Regions from separate parts of the Sus scrofa genome. Here region 1 is linked to region 2. A link is a contact called in public Hi-C data. All regions are on one chromosome and are shown on one strand. The core of a region is the stretch at or near the end of the contact, and the rest is flanking DNA. Distances in the headings are between cores, read along the strand shown. Region 1 overlaps TBC1D1 (TBC1 domain family member 1). Region 2 overlaps RELL1 (RELT-like protein 1).

Region 1 (6,704 bases), core at 2,787-5,286, 290 kb before region 2:
CCAATGCCAGCTAGACTAGATGGAGGTGAGCTTGAAAGGGCAGCAAATTGCATTGAATCAACAAGTGCATGAGAGACGGAGGAAGGAAAGGAAGCCAGTTCTCTGAGTCGGAGTCAGCAGGGCGCTTCTCAAGGGGACCTCAGGGCCAGGGGCAAGTAAGAAGGAAGTGAGGCTGAGAGCAGGCTCCCCAGGGAGGCCACCTGGGGCTGGCAAGCCAGACCCAACCAGAGCCCAGGACAAAGCAGGGGCTGGGCTGATGGATGGCAGGGGAGGCAGGTGCAGTAGTCCTCCCTGTCAAAAGTTGGCCTGGCTGATGGACAGGGACCCCTGATCTCCCAGTGCCCAGGAAATTCAGCAGGGTGGGGTATGGGCCCTGCATAGGTTAATGAGAACCTAGTCTTGGATTGGATGTGTCAGTGGATCTAGGACAAGGTTTCTTTATGTGACAAATGTCACCTTGTCCTTCCTCTCCAAGGGCCACTGCAGGCCAAATCCAAGAAAAAGACACAGGGCTCTTCTGGGCCAACAAATGCTGCTTTACAGTTTCAATCCAGCAAGCAGTGATTTCAGGTACCCAACTCTTGTGCTTATCAATGGAAGCCACTGAAGTATCCATTCATTCCTGCAGTCATTGATAAATATCTGTTGTGCATGTCTGCACACCAGTCCCTGGAGATGGTACAGTAAACAAGCCACCTGCCCCCAGAGGAACATCATGGGGTCTAGGGGGCCCGTACAGCAAGTAAACAGGAAACTGCACGACTAAGTGAGAAGTGCTGCTGGAAGGAAAAAAGAGGGTGCTCAGAAAGTGTGCAGAAAAGGCCTTTAACCCTCTAAGAGGGCCTGCCTGCAACGAGTAAGGCTGAAGGGTTTAAAGACACACCTAAGGCCAAGTAGAAATTAGCCACTGGAGAGTAAATGACAAGCAAGATTATCCCTAATCTCTAAAGGAGTAGAATCTGATACTGAACCTTTTATTACATAACGACACCCTTATTTTCTAAGGTGTGTTTTTGAATTATAAAATATTTTTTTAAAAAAAGGAGTTCCTGTCATGGCTCAGTGGTTAACAAATCCGACCAGAAACCATGAGGTTGCAGGTTCGATCTCTGGCCTTGCTCAGCGGGTTAAGGATCCGGCCCTAGAAAAAGGCAAAAGACAAAAAAAAAAAAAGAATCTGAATGCAGCAGCTTGGCCCAGGGGCCCAGTGGCCTAAAGGCTCCCGAGGTGCAGCAGCTGCAGCATAGGTCACAGGTGCAGCTTGGATTCAATCCCTGGCCTGGGAACTTGCCTACGCACAGGTGTGCCCATAAAATTTTTTTTTTTTGCACAGATATACCTATGTGTATTTTTTTAAGAAGAAAAATGTTACAAGAATAACCACCAGCTGCACTGGGTGTATTGCTCCCCCCGGCCGTTTTATATATTAACCCCATAAGTGTCAATCTGCAAACAATATAAAGAAGGATTTTGTGCTTAACATTTTTTTTCCTACTTGGTATCATAGCGTATATATTCTTTCAGAAGTTGCTTTTTTTAATATTCAACACTGTGATATTTTAACTGCTGAATAGTATTCAATTATCTTAAGATTACCGCACAATTTAATCATCTCTTTCCTTTTTGATGGATAGTTAGATTTTTACCAATTTTTTTCTTTTTACCATAGCAGCAACACCCCTGTATTTGTCTCCTGTGCACATGTCCACAACATATGCCTAGAAAGGGAATTGCTGGGATAGGTGTGTTTATATCTGCAGCTGTGCCACATATGGCCACATTCTGCTGCCGAAACCCTGAGCCAATTTATACTCCTCCTGCACGCTTATGCTCTTCTTTCCTCACATCCTCACCAATCCTGAGGTTAGCAAGCTCTTGAATTTTGTCAACCTGATGAGTGTGATATGTTATTATTTTCTCACTTTAATCTGCGTTTCCCTGGTTGCCAGTGAGATGTCCGGCTTTTCATATGTCAAATGGCCATTCAGTTTCCTCCTCCGTAAACTGCCTGTTCACATTGTCAGGCCATTTTTCTTTTTTTTTTTTTTTCCTTCTATTTGCTTCTTAAGGTCGAACCCGGGGCATACGGAGGTTCCCAGGCTAGGGGTCTAATCAGAGCTGTAGCTGCCAGCCTACGCCACAGTCTATGCCACACAGGATCCGAGCCACATCTGTGACCTACACCACAGCTCACAGCAACGCCAGATCCTCAACCTACTGAGCAAGGCCAGGGATCGAACCTGCGTCGTCCTGGATGCCAGTCAGATTGGTTCACCACTGAGCCACGATGGGAGCTCCTCTCAGGCTATTTTTCTACTGGGTTGTGCTTTTTTTTTTTTTTTTTTTTAAGTTGGTTTGTAGAAATTCATTAGAATTCTTTCTCCCAGAGTTCCCATCGTGGAGCATTGGGAACGAATCCAACTAGGAACCATGAGGTTGCAGGTTTGAGCCCTGGCCTTGCTCAGTGGGTTAAGGATCCGGCATTGCCATGAGCTGTGGTGTTGATCACAGATGTGGCTCGGATCTGGCGTTGCTGTGGCTCTGGAGTAGGCCGGCAGCTACAGCTCCGATTCGACCTCTAGCCTGGGAACCTCCATATGCCGCAGGTACGGCCCTAAAAAGGACAAAAGACAAAAGACCAAAAAAAAAAGCTTTCCCCTGATCTAGAAAATTCACTAAACCCTGGAATTCACCAACCCCAGAGCAGCTCCTCAAGCCTCACAGGTGATCGAGACTGACATCAGACACCTACCAGAATCCAGGGCGTAGGCATAAAGCTGCTTTAAGTTATAAGACATTAGAAGCAAGATGAGAATTCATGAATATTATTTAAGCATGCAGACATTCTAAGATAATCAGTCAGTCCAATCAATGTCAGTCCGAGCTGCAAATGTGTTTCCTAATCTTCAGCACATCAATCTCTCTCGATTATCGCCTTTGGCTTCCAGGACCTCCTCAAGGCTTCTATTTGGTTCGTGCGAGACTAGAGACGTCGTGGGAAGCTCTTGACCTGACCCTGGCCTTTTCTCCTTTCTCCTTTGCTATTTCCTGTCTTCTGATTTCTCTGCTGGAGCCAAGCTTGTGCACACATCCTTCAAAGCAGGAGGCTCAGTAAGGAAGCAGTGTAGGAATGGCACAGCTTGGGGAGAGTTAGAAGGAATATGATCCACTTTATTTATTTATTTATTTTTGTCTTTTTGCTATTTCTTGGGCTGCTCCCGTGGCATATGGAGGTTCCCAGGCTAGGGGTCTAATCGGAGCTGTAGCCACTGGCCTACGCCAGAGCCACAGCAACTCGGGATCCGAGCCGAGTCTGCAACCTACATCACAGCTCACGGCAACGCCAGATCGGTAACCCACTGAGCAAGGTCAGGGATCGAACCCGCAACCTCATGGTTCCTAGTCGGATTCGTTAACCACTGCGCCATGACGGGAACTCCTGATCCACTTTATATTTAAGTAGAATGTTAATTATAGCAGAAATCGTTGTTGTAGTAGCTAACTTAGGTGCCCAGAGCATGATCTGGGAGCCACACGACCTCGTGCAAAGAGGGCGGGCCAAGGTCAGACAGAGCTGGGTGGGGTGTCAGCCTATAGCTTACTGCAAGCCTGGAGACCTGGGCGAGTTTATTTAACATCCAAGCCCTATTTCCACAATCATAAAATAGAGGTAACGCCCATCCTTCAGGCATTTGAAATGCTCAAAAGCACTTCGGTAAAGTGGAGGGCAACCAATAAAAAAAACCAGCAGCATTTTTAGCATTTCCTAATTTATAATGTACTTTTGCATACATAGTTTCACTTCTTAGTAACCTTCAGTAAGTCCGAGTCTTCCATTTTTGACTCAAGTACCACCCCAATGTTCTTCCAACTGAAAGGTGCCAAATATTTTTCACCCTGACTTCTCTCTCTTGCCAACTCTGATCTGTTGGGAGAAGAAATCTAGCACTTAGTGGTGACAGAGTCACAGGCCCTGTCTGGGCTTGGCGGTGTCGTCACAGGTGATGAGGTCTGCTGTGGGTACCACATACTGGAGTGTGGTAATGACCACATCCATTTGCCAACCCGCCTCCAGCCTCTTGATTCACAGCAGCAAAGGGTCACTTCTGTTTCTAAGGGCTGGAGAGAAGTTGAGGGCAGTGTTGCAGGGAGTTCTTTCAGTTCAGTATGTTTGTTCTCTAGTGCATTCCAGGAATCTCTGACTCATTGCCACATGTGTGTCTGCATTTGAGTCCATTTGCAAAAATACACCTATTTCTTTGCATAAGACCCATCTCAAAAATGAAAGGCCATTCAAAGATATTAATAGAACTCTTACTTGTAACAGGAGACAGCTAGCTAGGAGGTGAGAGCCATGAACTGGGCCTGGTGTATTAAGTGATTAATTAATTAATTTTTAATTTTTAGGGTCGCACCTGCAGCATATGGAGGTTCCCATGCTAGGGGTCGAATCGGAGCTGTAGCTGCTGGCCTACGCCACAGCCACAGCAACGCAGGATCTGAAGCACGTTTGTAACCTACACCACACCTCAACACAATGCTGGATCCTTAACCCACTGAGCGAAGACAGGGATCGAACCCAGGTCCTCATGGATACTAGTCCCGGGTTTGCTACTGCTGAGCTACAATGGGAATCGCATCATTTTTAAAAAATGAAAAACTTTGAAATTGTTCTCTGAATTGGAGCAGAAATAAAGTAAAAGATGTAGTTAGTATAAGTGTCCTAAAAAAAGGGATAGATGGAGTTCCCGCCTTGGCGCAGTGGAAACGAATCTGACTAGGAACCATGAGGTTGTGGGTTCAATCCCTGGTCTCGCTCAGTGGGTTAAGGATCTGGCACTGCCATCAGCTGCGGTGTAGGTCTCAGACGCAGCTCAGATCCTGTGTGACTCTGGCTGTGGTGTAGGCCGGCAGCTGCAGCTCCGATTTGAACCCTATCCTGGGAACCTCCATATGCCACAAGTGCAGCCCTAAAAAGCCAAAAAAAAAAAAAAGGATAGACTGGTGAGGTCTAGAGGTGTGAAAGCAAATCCAATCCTAAGAGCTTTCTGGAGGAGGTGGTATTGGAGTTAGGAGAAATGGAATGAGTGCTTTTCTTAAGTAAAAGAAGAAAAAAACTCTCCAGGTAAAAGAAAGAGCAATGAGCAAAAAAAGAGAGACTTGGTGACTCCAAAAATCCACACTCCTATTTTGTTGGAGAAGAGCATACACAATCTTGGAATCAGAGGGAAAAGTCTGAAAAATCATCTGAGACCAGATGTGCAAGACCCCAGGCTGCCAAGCTGAGGAGTTTGGCATTTCTTGGAGTGGGGGGTGGGGGAGTGGGCATTTCTTGCCAGAAAGGTCTGGCGATAAAATGGCCTCATCAGAGAATGGATTTTCTAGGAGGTAAATCTGCTTTGTTGATTTTACAGATTCTTTCTCAAGTACGCTTTTTTTCCTAGACAACTTCAATCTGAAAAATATGTCATCCTTCCTAGCATATGTTTTTCAAAGTAAACTTAGTCACCATAAACGTATATGAGAAAAGGGGACATAAAAGCTAGCAGCAAACGCAGCCAATGTGGCCATCTGTTTCCGTGGCTCTGAGTAGAGATCAGCAAAAATAGCATTTAAAAAAAAAAACACCACAGAACTATGGCTGAAATCATATTTTCCAGTGTAGGTTTCCACCAGCGACGACTTATATACTTTTATTTGCCTGGCATTTCCCACAAAAGAAGGCATCTCCAGTACATCATGCAAAGCTATCCTCTGTTGCCTTACAAAGTCAAGGAACAAAAAAGGAAGGGAGGAGGGGAGGAAAATGATCTGGGGCTTGTGAGCAAATGTAAATCAAATGCCAAAGTGACCTTTTCAAAGTAATGACGAAGAAAAAACTATCAAACAATCTGTTCTGAACTTTTCCCAAAAAGGGGTGTAGGGTTTAAAAACAACAACAACAAAAAAACACAGTTCGTGGCGCCTGAAAGGCTATATTGGAATCTCAACTCTCTCCCTTTATTATACATTCTTGTGATGAGAGAAATTTCCTCCTCGAAAATGGTGACGTTATTTATTCCTTCAATGGTTGTGAGGAATAAAAGTGTCACACAGTATCGCGGGTCCTATGTTTTCACCCCTTCCCTTCCTTTGGAAAGGAAGGGATGTGGCTGCTGCATGGTGCTGCTGTGGCTGTGAGTATCACACAGACTCAACAGCTGCTTAAGTTCTCCTAACCCACGAAGGGAGTCTAAATGTCCACCTGGGGAGTTCCCTGGTGGCTCAGCGGGTTAAGTGCCCGGCATCATCACTGCAGTGGCTCAGGTTGCTGCTGTGGTGTGGGTTCAGTCCCTGGTCCCAGAACTTCCGCATGCCAAAGAGTTTTTTTAAAAATGTCCATTTGGGGAGTTCCCATTGTGGCGAAATGGTTAACAAATCTGACTAGGAACCATGAGGTTGCGGATTCAATCCCTGGCCTTGCTCAGTGCGTTAATGATCCGGCGTTGCCGTGATCTGTGGTGTAGATCGCAGACTCGGCTCAGATCCCGCGTTGCTGTGGCTCTGGTGTAGGCCGGTGGCTAGAGCTTCGATTAGACCCCTAAACCTGGGAACCTCCATATGCCACGGGAGCAGTTCAAGAAAAGGCAAAAGACAAAAAAAAAAAAAAAAAAAAAAAATGTCCATTTGGTCAGCTTGTGCCTGCAGGCGAGGGATGGGAGCCA
Region 2 (7,604 bases), core at 3,724-6,223:
GGCAAGTTAACTGACCCTTCTGAGTTCAAGTTCCATCATCTATAAACTGGAGATTACCACCAGACCAACTTCACTGGGTTATTCTAAGGAATTCCAAATAGCGGGGGCATCAAAAGACCTCCATGGACAATGATGATGAAACATAAAACCAGCCTAGGGTGGGGGCACTGGCTGAGTTCTGGTGTGGGATTCCCAGCTTTAGGTTATGGTTATTGAGCATCCTCATAATTACAGGTAACTGTTTTCTGTATAATTGTTCATGCTTCAAGGGGCATTTATTGAGTACCTGCTGTGTGCTGGGCATGATGCTGGAGGTGCGCCTTCACAGGGCCTGACCATGGAGGACTCCGTCTAGTGGAAGTGGAGACAGGAGGTGGGGGCTGCAGAGAAAGGCCAGAGCAAAAGACCCTGGAGCGTGAAAGTGGGGGGTGACCCAGGAACGTTCAGTCTGTGGTGGCCGGAGGACGTGCTATGGACAGACGCTAGAAGGTCCAGCAAGGCCAGTTGGGACTGAGTGACACGGCAAGGAGTTTGGACCTTTGTCTGCTTACTCTGTGGGTGGTACAGCCAGCACATCTTAGGTATTTCATACATGTTTGTGAAACTGGCCATGTTGGATTTTAGCAAGGTGACTCAGGGCTGGAAGACCAGTGTAGGGAGCTCTGCTTGTGTAGTTCATAGAGACACAGGAGCTGTGACTTCTCCTATTTTCCAGTCCTGCCCATAGACACCTTGGGGTAGGACCGTGTCACCTCGGTGTATCTTTGCCTCAGGCATCTTAGGGCATCCTGTGGTCCCTGCCACTGGGTTTTGTGCACAGCAGGTCCCAGATAAACGTTCGTTGAATGGAGGTGGTTAAACTTTTTTCTTTTTTGGCTACACCCTCAGCAAAAGGAAGTTCCCAGGCCAGGGATCAAACCCTAGCCACAGCGGTGACAATGCCATATCCTCAACCTGCTGAGGCACCAGGGAACTCTGAATGTTGTTAAATTTTCAAATTTAGACTCCTGATATGTGGTGTGGACCTTGTTTTACCCCAGAAAGCTGCAACTGTGTTTTGTTTGTTTGTTTTTTGTGGGTTTTTTGGGGGGTTTCTTTCTTTTTTTCTTTTTAGGGCCAACCTGAGCCTATGGAGGTTCCCAGGCTAGGGGTCTAATTGGAGCTGCAGCTGCTGGCCTCTGCCACAGCCACAGCAACGCTAGATCCGAGCCACATTCGCAACACCACAGCTTGCAGCAACACCTGATCCTTAATCCACTGAGTGAAGCCAGTGATTGAACCTGCATCATTTTAGACACTATGTTGGGTTCTTAATCTGCTGAGCCACAACAGGAACTCCCTGCAATTTTGCGTTTTAAACAATCTAAAGAGCATTCCTAAAGAACACCAGGAAACTCTGGGCTGTAATGTTTGAGACTATCGTTTCCATAAGGCGTGCTGCTTTTGAGGTGGCCGGTTATCAGCAGTATAAAGGCTGGTTTATGCTGTCATGAGACTTCCATGCGCCTTTGGGGCTTTTGGCCCAGTCTCAAGAGTCAGGCTGTGCTGTGACCAGCTGCCCCACCCACCCGCTCCTCCATGGTCAGAGGGCTGATTCCTGGTCAGGCCAGCCCTGTGCTGTCTTGATTCCTCCTTTCCTGGTAGACCAGAGCCTTGACACAGCTTGATGAAAGCAGTTAGCATCTGACCTATATATACTTCTGCTTTTTACATTTTGGATGGTCTGGCTGGGTTTCTTCCAGGTTATCAAAGGGGTCTCCCCTGTTTCTGAAGCACTGCAGCGTGATGATTAAGATCATGGTTTCTAGATGTCATCTTTCCAGATTTGGATCTCAACCATGACTTATTGGCTGTGTGACCTTGGGCAAGTTACTTAACTGCTCTGAGGCTCAGTGTCTTCTTTTTTAAAAAGAGGAAATTGGAGTTCCTGTCATGGCTTGGTGGCATCCATGAGGATACAGGTTCAATCCCTGGCCTTGCTCAGTGGGTTAAAGGATCTGGCATTGCTATGAGCTGTGGTGTAGGTCGCAGACATGGCTCAGATCCCACCTTGCTGTAGCTGTGAAGGCCAGTGGCTACAGCTCCGATTCAACCCCTAGCCTGGGAACCTCTGCATGCTGCAGGTACAGCCCTAAAGAGACAGAAAAATATAAACAAATAAATAAATAAGGAAATTAATAATATCTACCTCAGAAAGTTTTGTAAAAATGAACCGAATTAACATATATCAAATGCTTAGAGTGCTGTTAGCTATTTTTATTATTCCTATTATCAACCTCTTTTGAACATCTCTCTTTTGAGTATTTTGACCTAAAAGCTTTCTTCCTTTGATACAATCGTCAGATTGGATCAAAAGCCACTCGATAATTTGACTGGAATTTAAGTTTTTCTCTCCTCCAAGGCATGTATGTCCAAGGTGTCTATTTGCTTAGAGATCTGGGCAGGCGCTTGGGTATGTGTGAGAAATTAGTTTGCCTGAAATTAGATTGGATGAGAAGGGAGGTTGGCCATTTGGAAAGAAACCTAATACTTTAAGACAAACAGTACACCATCATTAGAAGCAGGGGTTTATTTCTGGCCCTTTAATTCCATCCTAGAAGTGATAAATCACATTATTACTGTTTAAAACGAGCTGTCATTGTACAGTCGTAAAAGCTGAATGCCTGCTGTCTGAGATCAGTTCACAACGCCCATTTGTGTAATTGGAAGAGACATTTTTTCCTTTTGCTTTGAACCTGCTTCTTACATTCCGTGGGAGAGATTTGCCTTCGCTGGTATTTCTTTTAAGTAACCAGATCCACCTTTTCCTTTTTCTTCCCCCTGTAGCCCTGTGACCCCCAGCACTCCTGGGAGCCCGCCCGTGAGCCCCGGGCCCTTGTCACCGGGAGGCACCCCAGGAAAGCACATCTGCGGCCACCATCTGCACACAGTGGGCGGTGCTGTCGAGCGGGACGTGTGTCATCGATGTAGGCATAAGCGGTGGCACTTCATCAGACCTGCCAACAAGTCCAAAGAGGGCCGCCCGAGGCGCCAAGGGGAGGTCACCGTCCTCTCTGTGGGCAGGTGAGGCCCGGGGCGCTTTGGGTTCTGTGATCTAGTTGCCGTGCTGTGTGGATTTCTCACCCATTGTGTAGCGTGGGTTCTCCTGAGCCTGGCTCAGGTCCTGTCTCTGAGCGTCCTCTGTATTTTCTGGTCTGAGTCTGGCATTTTTCCAACAGCAGAAGAATTCTAAGAGGCAGTTATTGCAAGATCAGATGTGACGAAGTTCCTGTCATGGCTCAGCCAGGGGTTAATGAACCTGACTAGTATCCATGAGGATGTGGGTTCGATCTCTGGCCTTGCTAAGTGGGTTAAGGATCCAGTGTTGCCATGAGCTGTGGTGCAGGTTGCAGACAAGGCTCAGATCTGCATTGCTGTGGCTGTGGTGTAGGCCGGTGACTATAGCTCCCATTCAACCCCTAGCCTGGGAACCTCCATATGCCAAGGGTGTGGCCCTAAAAAGACAAAAAAAATTTAAAAAAAAAGATCAGATGTTCGGTGTATTAATTACTTGCTGTGTTAGGGTTCACCAGAGAGGCAGAATCACATGTATGTATGTACATGCACACACAAATATAAGAGGAGATTTGTTATGAGAATTGATTCACATGATGATAGAGGCCAAGAAGCCCATGATCTGTCTGCAGGCTGGAGTATCAGACAAGCTGGTGCTGTAATTCAGTCCAAGTCCAAAGGCCTGAGAACCAGGGGAGCCGATGGTGTGAGCCAGAGTCCCAGTCTGAAGGCCCTAGAAGAAGGATGCTCATGTCCAATGGCAAAGAAGAGGGATGTGTCAGCTTGAGCCGAAAGAGCAGCTTCGGTCTTCCCTGCCTTTTTGTTCTCTTCAGGCCCTCCAGCGACTGGATCTGCCCATTCCCCTTGGTGAGAGGGATCTTCTCTACTCAATTTACCGATACAGATGATAATCTCCTGCAGACACCCTCACTGACAAACCTAGAAATAATGTTTTACCAACCCTCTGGGCAGCTCCTGGCCCAGTCACGTTGACACAAGAAATTAACCATCACACTTGCTCTAATAGATAAAGCCCAGATCTCAACTATTTACGGATGTTTGTTTTGCTTGTGGAATTGAAAGATTGGTGGTGGCTCTTCGAGATGTCATCCAGAGGCCCAGGTCCTTTCCACCTTGTGGCTCTGCCAGGTTGGCCAGCAGTTCAGAGGACTGTTCACAGGAGATTTTTAATGAGATGGGCCTGCAGTGGCACATTTCATTCTTGCTCACATTCCTCTGCCTGGAAGTCAATCACTCGTCCACACCTATGGCCGGGGAGGTGGGAAATGTCACCCAGCCATGTGCCAGGAAGAAAGGAAGCGATGGAGTGGGTCCACTGCCCTCCAGCCTCTGCCGTAAGATCCACGTGGATTCCTGGCCCTGCTTTCTTTTAGTTTGCCTCCTGTGTCTGTTTCCCCGTCCTCGAGTTCCCTTTACTTATAACCCACTGTGATGTGGAGATCTTGCGGTTCAAGTGGTGAATGAATTTGATGATATGTAGAGCCTTTTTGCTAGATGCTGAGCCTCCTGCAGAAACTGCAAGGCTAATGCACGTGGAAAGGCAGTAGAGAGTCATGGTCAAGAGCATGTGTGCTAGAGCCAGACGGGGAAGCCCTGAGCAAAAGTCGACAGCATTGCCTACATGATCCTTCCTTCTCTATTGACAAACTCTGGGAAGAAGAGCCGGGACTTGTTGAATCTCCCTCATTTGCGTCCTGGCACCACTCCTTACAAATTGTTCCTTCTCTCTGCCCATTTCCCCTTGTATAAAATGGAGAGGACAGCAGTATTCATCTGGTTGCTGTGAAGACTAAAGCAGGTGACTCACATAAAGATTTTAGACCCTTTTGGGGCGCTTATTATGCATTCAAGAAGTGTTGGCTGCCATCATTATTATTATTCTTACTGTTTGAATTCCGTTGAGTTTCATCATGTGTTGCACAAGCAGCTAGGAGAAGACTACAGGGCTCTTTACCCCTTACAGCAAAACAGTACAACTCATGACCACACTGTTTATTCAAGAGTGGAGTCACGCGAACTTATGAATATGGAGTGAAATGAGAACCTGTTAACTCGCTTGGACAAAGTATATTTTGTTTGCTTTAAAAAAAAAATCTGCGGAAATTTTCAATGTGGATTCAACACGCTTTCTTAAATGCCCCCAGTCCAACTCTGTGTCTTGGAGGTTGATAAATTCTGCGAATGTTGAATGATTACAGGCTGCTTGTCAGCATGGGCTACTTAAAGGGACTCAGCGCTCTTCCAAATAGATTTGTGGTGACAACTTTCCCCCATTTTTCCTCTCACTCCCTCCTTCTGGTGGGTGATCTCATTTTGGACAAAGCAGGAGAATGTATTTTAGATGGTTTTAAGGGAAGTGAAGGCTAGAAGTAGAAAGTATTATGAAACACGTTAGAGAGTTGATGGTGATGCCTAGAAGAACAGTCCAAGTGAGTAAATTTCTTTAATTTCTCTCTTAATTCTTATTTATTTATTTATTTTGTTTTTTAGGGCTGCACCTGTGGCATATGGAAGTTCCCAGGCTAGGGGCTTAATTGGAGCTACAGCTGCCAGCCTACACCACAACCACAGCAACACCAGATCTGAGCCGCATCTGGGACCTACACCACAGCTCATGGCAATGCTGGATCCTTAACCCACTGAGTGAGGCCAGGAATGGAACCCACATCCTCGTGTATCCTAGTCGGGTTCGTTACCACTGAGCCACGACGGGAACTCTGTTTTTCTCTCTTAATTCATAAGGAAAATCTCTTCCTTCAATTCCTTAACTTTTTCCTTAATCCTTAATGAAATTGACCCACAAGTTCCCATTGTGGCTCAATGGTAATGAACGTGACTAGTATCCATGAGGACGAAGGTTCCATCCCTGGCCTCGCTCAGTGGGTTAAGGACCGGACATTGCTGTGAGCTATGGTGTAGGTCACAGACACAGCTCGTATCTGGCGTTGCTATGGCTGTGGTGTAGGCCAGCAGCTACAGCTCCGATTCAACCCCTAGACTGGGAACTTGCATATGCTGTAGGCGCAGCCCTAAAAAAACAAAAGAAAGATAGAAAATTGACCCAAATTTGCATAAAAAATAACAGACGAAACCCAAACAGATACAGAAACGCTGCCACTAACTCATGCCGATAAACGTGTGGCTGGGGCTGTGTGTGTGTGTGTGTGTGTGTGTATGTGTGTGTGTGTGTGTGTGTGTGTAGAGATGGGTGAAATTGGAAGAAGGCAGTTCTCCATTGAACATCTGGTTTGCAAACTAGTTGGGCTTTTATCCAGCTTTCTGTGGTTAGAACTCCTGATGTTAAGGTCTAGGTCCTTGTTAGAACAGCTCTGAAGCTGTTTAATATTTGAGTACCCGTGTTTCTTAGTGCAATTTCCCGTGCTCTGTAAACTGTGCAACAAAGTCTGTGATGTGTGGAGTGAACATCAGCTTGGAGGTTTGGCAGAGGACAGGGCTTCCTGCTGCGTGGGAATGTTCCCCCTGTTCAATATAGTGATTTTTTTCTTCTTCTTTTTTTTTTTTTTTTTGGTCTTTTTGCCTTTTCTAGGGCCGCTCCTGCAGCATATGGAGGTTCCCAGGCTAGGGGTCTAATTGGAGCTGTAGCCACCGGCCTACACCACAGCCACAGCAATGCGGGATCTGAGCTGCATCTACGACCGGCACCACAGCTCACAGCAATGCCGGATCCTTAACCCACTGAGCAAGGCCAGGGATCGAACCTGCAACCTCATGCTTCCTAGTTGGATTCATTAACCACTGCGCCACGACGGGAACTCCGTGATTTTCTTTCTTTAAAAAAAAAAAAAAGTTTTTTTTGTTTTTTGTTTTCTTTTTGCTTTTTAGGGCCACACTTGTGGCATATGGAAGTTCCCAGGCTAGGGGTTGAATCAGACCTATAGCTGTGGGCCTACATCACAGCCACAGCAACGCAGGATTGCGACCTACACCAAAGCTCATGGCAACACAGGATCCCCGACCCACTCATCGAGGGATCGAACCCTCATCCTCATGGATACCAGTCAGATTCCTTTCCGCTGCGCCACAACAGGAACTCCCTTAAAAAATTTTTTTTGATGTATAGTCATGTTAGTTTCAGTTTCAATTATACACATCCATATATCTCTCTCTCTATTTTTTTTTTCAGATTCTTTTTTCCTCATAGATTATTACAAAATATTGAGTATAGTTCCCTGGACTGTACAGTAGATCCCTGTTGGCTCCTTGTTTTATATGTTGTGTGTGTGTGTGAATATGGTGATTTTCATTGCTGTCCTGACTTTTGGCTGAGTTCGCTTGGGATCCTCCAGGTGGGTGATTCGGGGTTCATCCATAACTCTTGTTCACTGAAAAAGAAAACCCATCACATCTCCCCTTTCCCCACATCAGGTTTAGAGTTACGAAAGTGGAACACAAGGCAAATCAGAAGGAGCGGAGAAGTTTGATGTCAACCGGTGGGACCGAGAGTGTCAACGGGGAGGTGCCTGCCACACCTGTGAAGAGGGAGCAGAGTGGCCCAGAGGAGCAGGTGA

The links. A called contact is a pair of places that touch in the nucleus more often than the background predicts.
Region 1: a Hi-C map of embryonic fibroblasts shows a contact between it and region 2, with 2.3 times the contacts expected there. The contact joins two enhancer-like sites. A contact is called at or near these places in 1 of 47 Hi-C or Micro-C datasets (embryonic fibroblasts) and 1 of 2 datasets of contacts at active chromatin or transcription factors (alveolar macrophages).

The regions. Positions count from the first base shown.
Region 1 is chr8:29,427,918-29,434,621 of Sscrofa11.1, reverse strand. All of the region lies in intron 2 of TBC1D1 (TBC1 domain family member 1), which reads right to left. Among named protein-coding and RNA genes, the nearest start is that of TBC1D1, 61 kb to the right of the region's middle. Within about 2 kb of position 4,036, at least 12 of the 83 cell types and tissues checked have an H3K27ac peak or open chromatin away from gene starts, as enhancers often do. A contact at or near this core is called in embryonic fibroblasts, where this site is marked.
Region 2 is chr8:29,136,915-29,144,518 of Sscrofa11.1, reverse strand. RELL1 (RELT-like protein 1) reads left to right here. Exons shown (of 7, transcript XM_013978589.2): 5 at 2,827-3,063; 6 at 7,462-7,600. Among named protein-coding and RNA genes, the nearest start is that of RELL1, 50 kb to the left of the region's middle. Within about 2 kb of position 4,973, at least 2 of the 83 cell types and tissues checked have an H3K27ac peak or open chromatin away from gene starts, as enhancers often do. A contact at or near this core is called in embryonic fibroblasts, where this site is marked.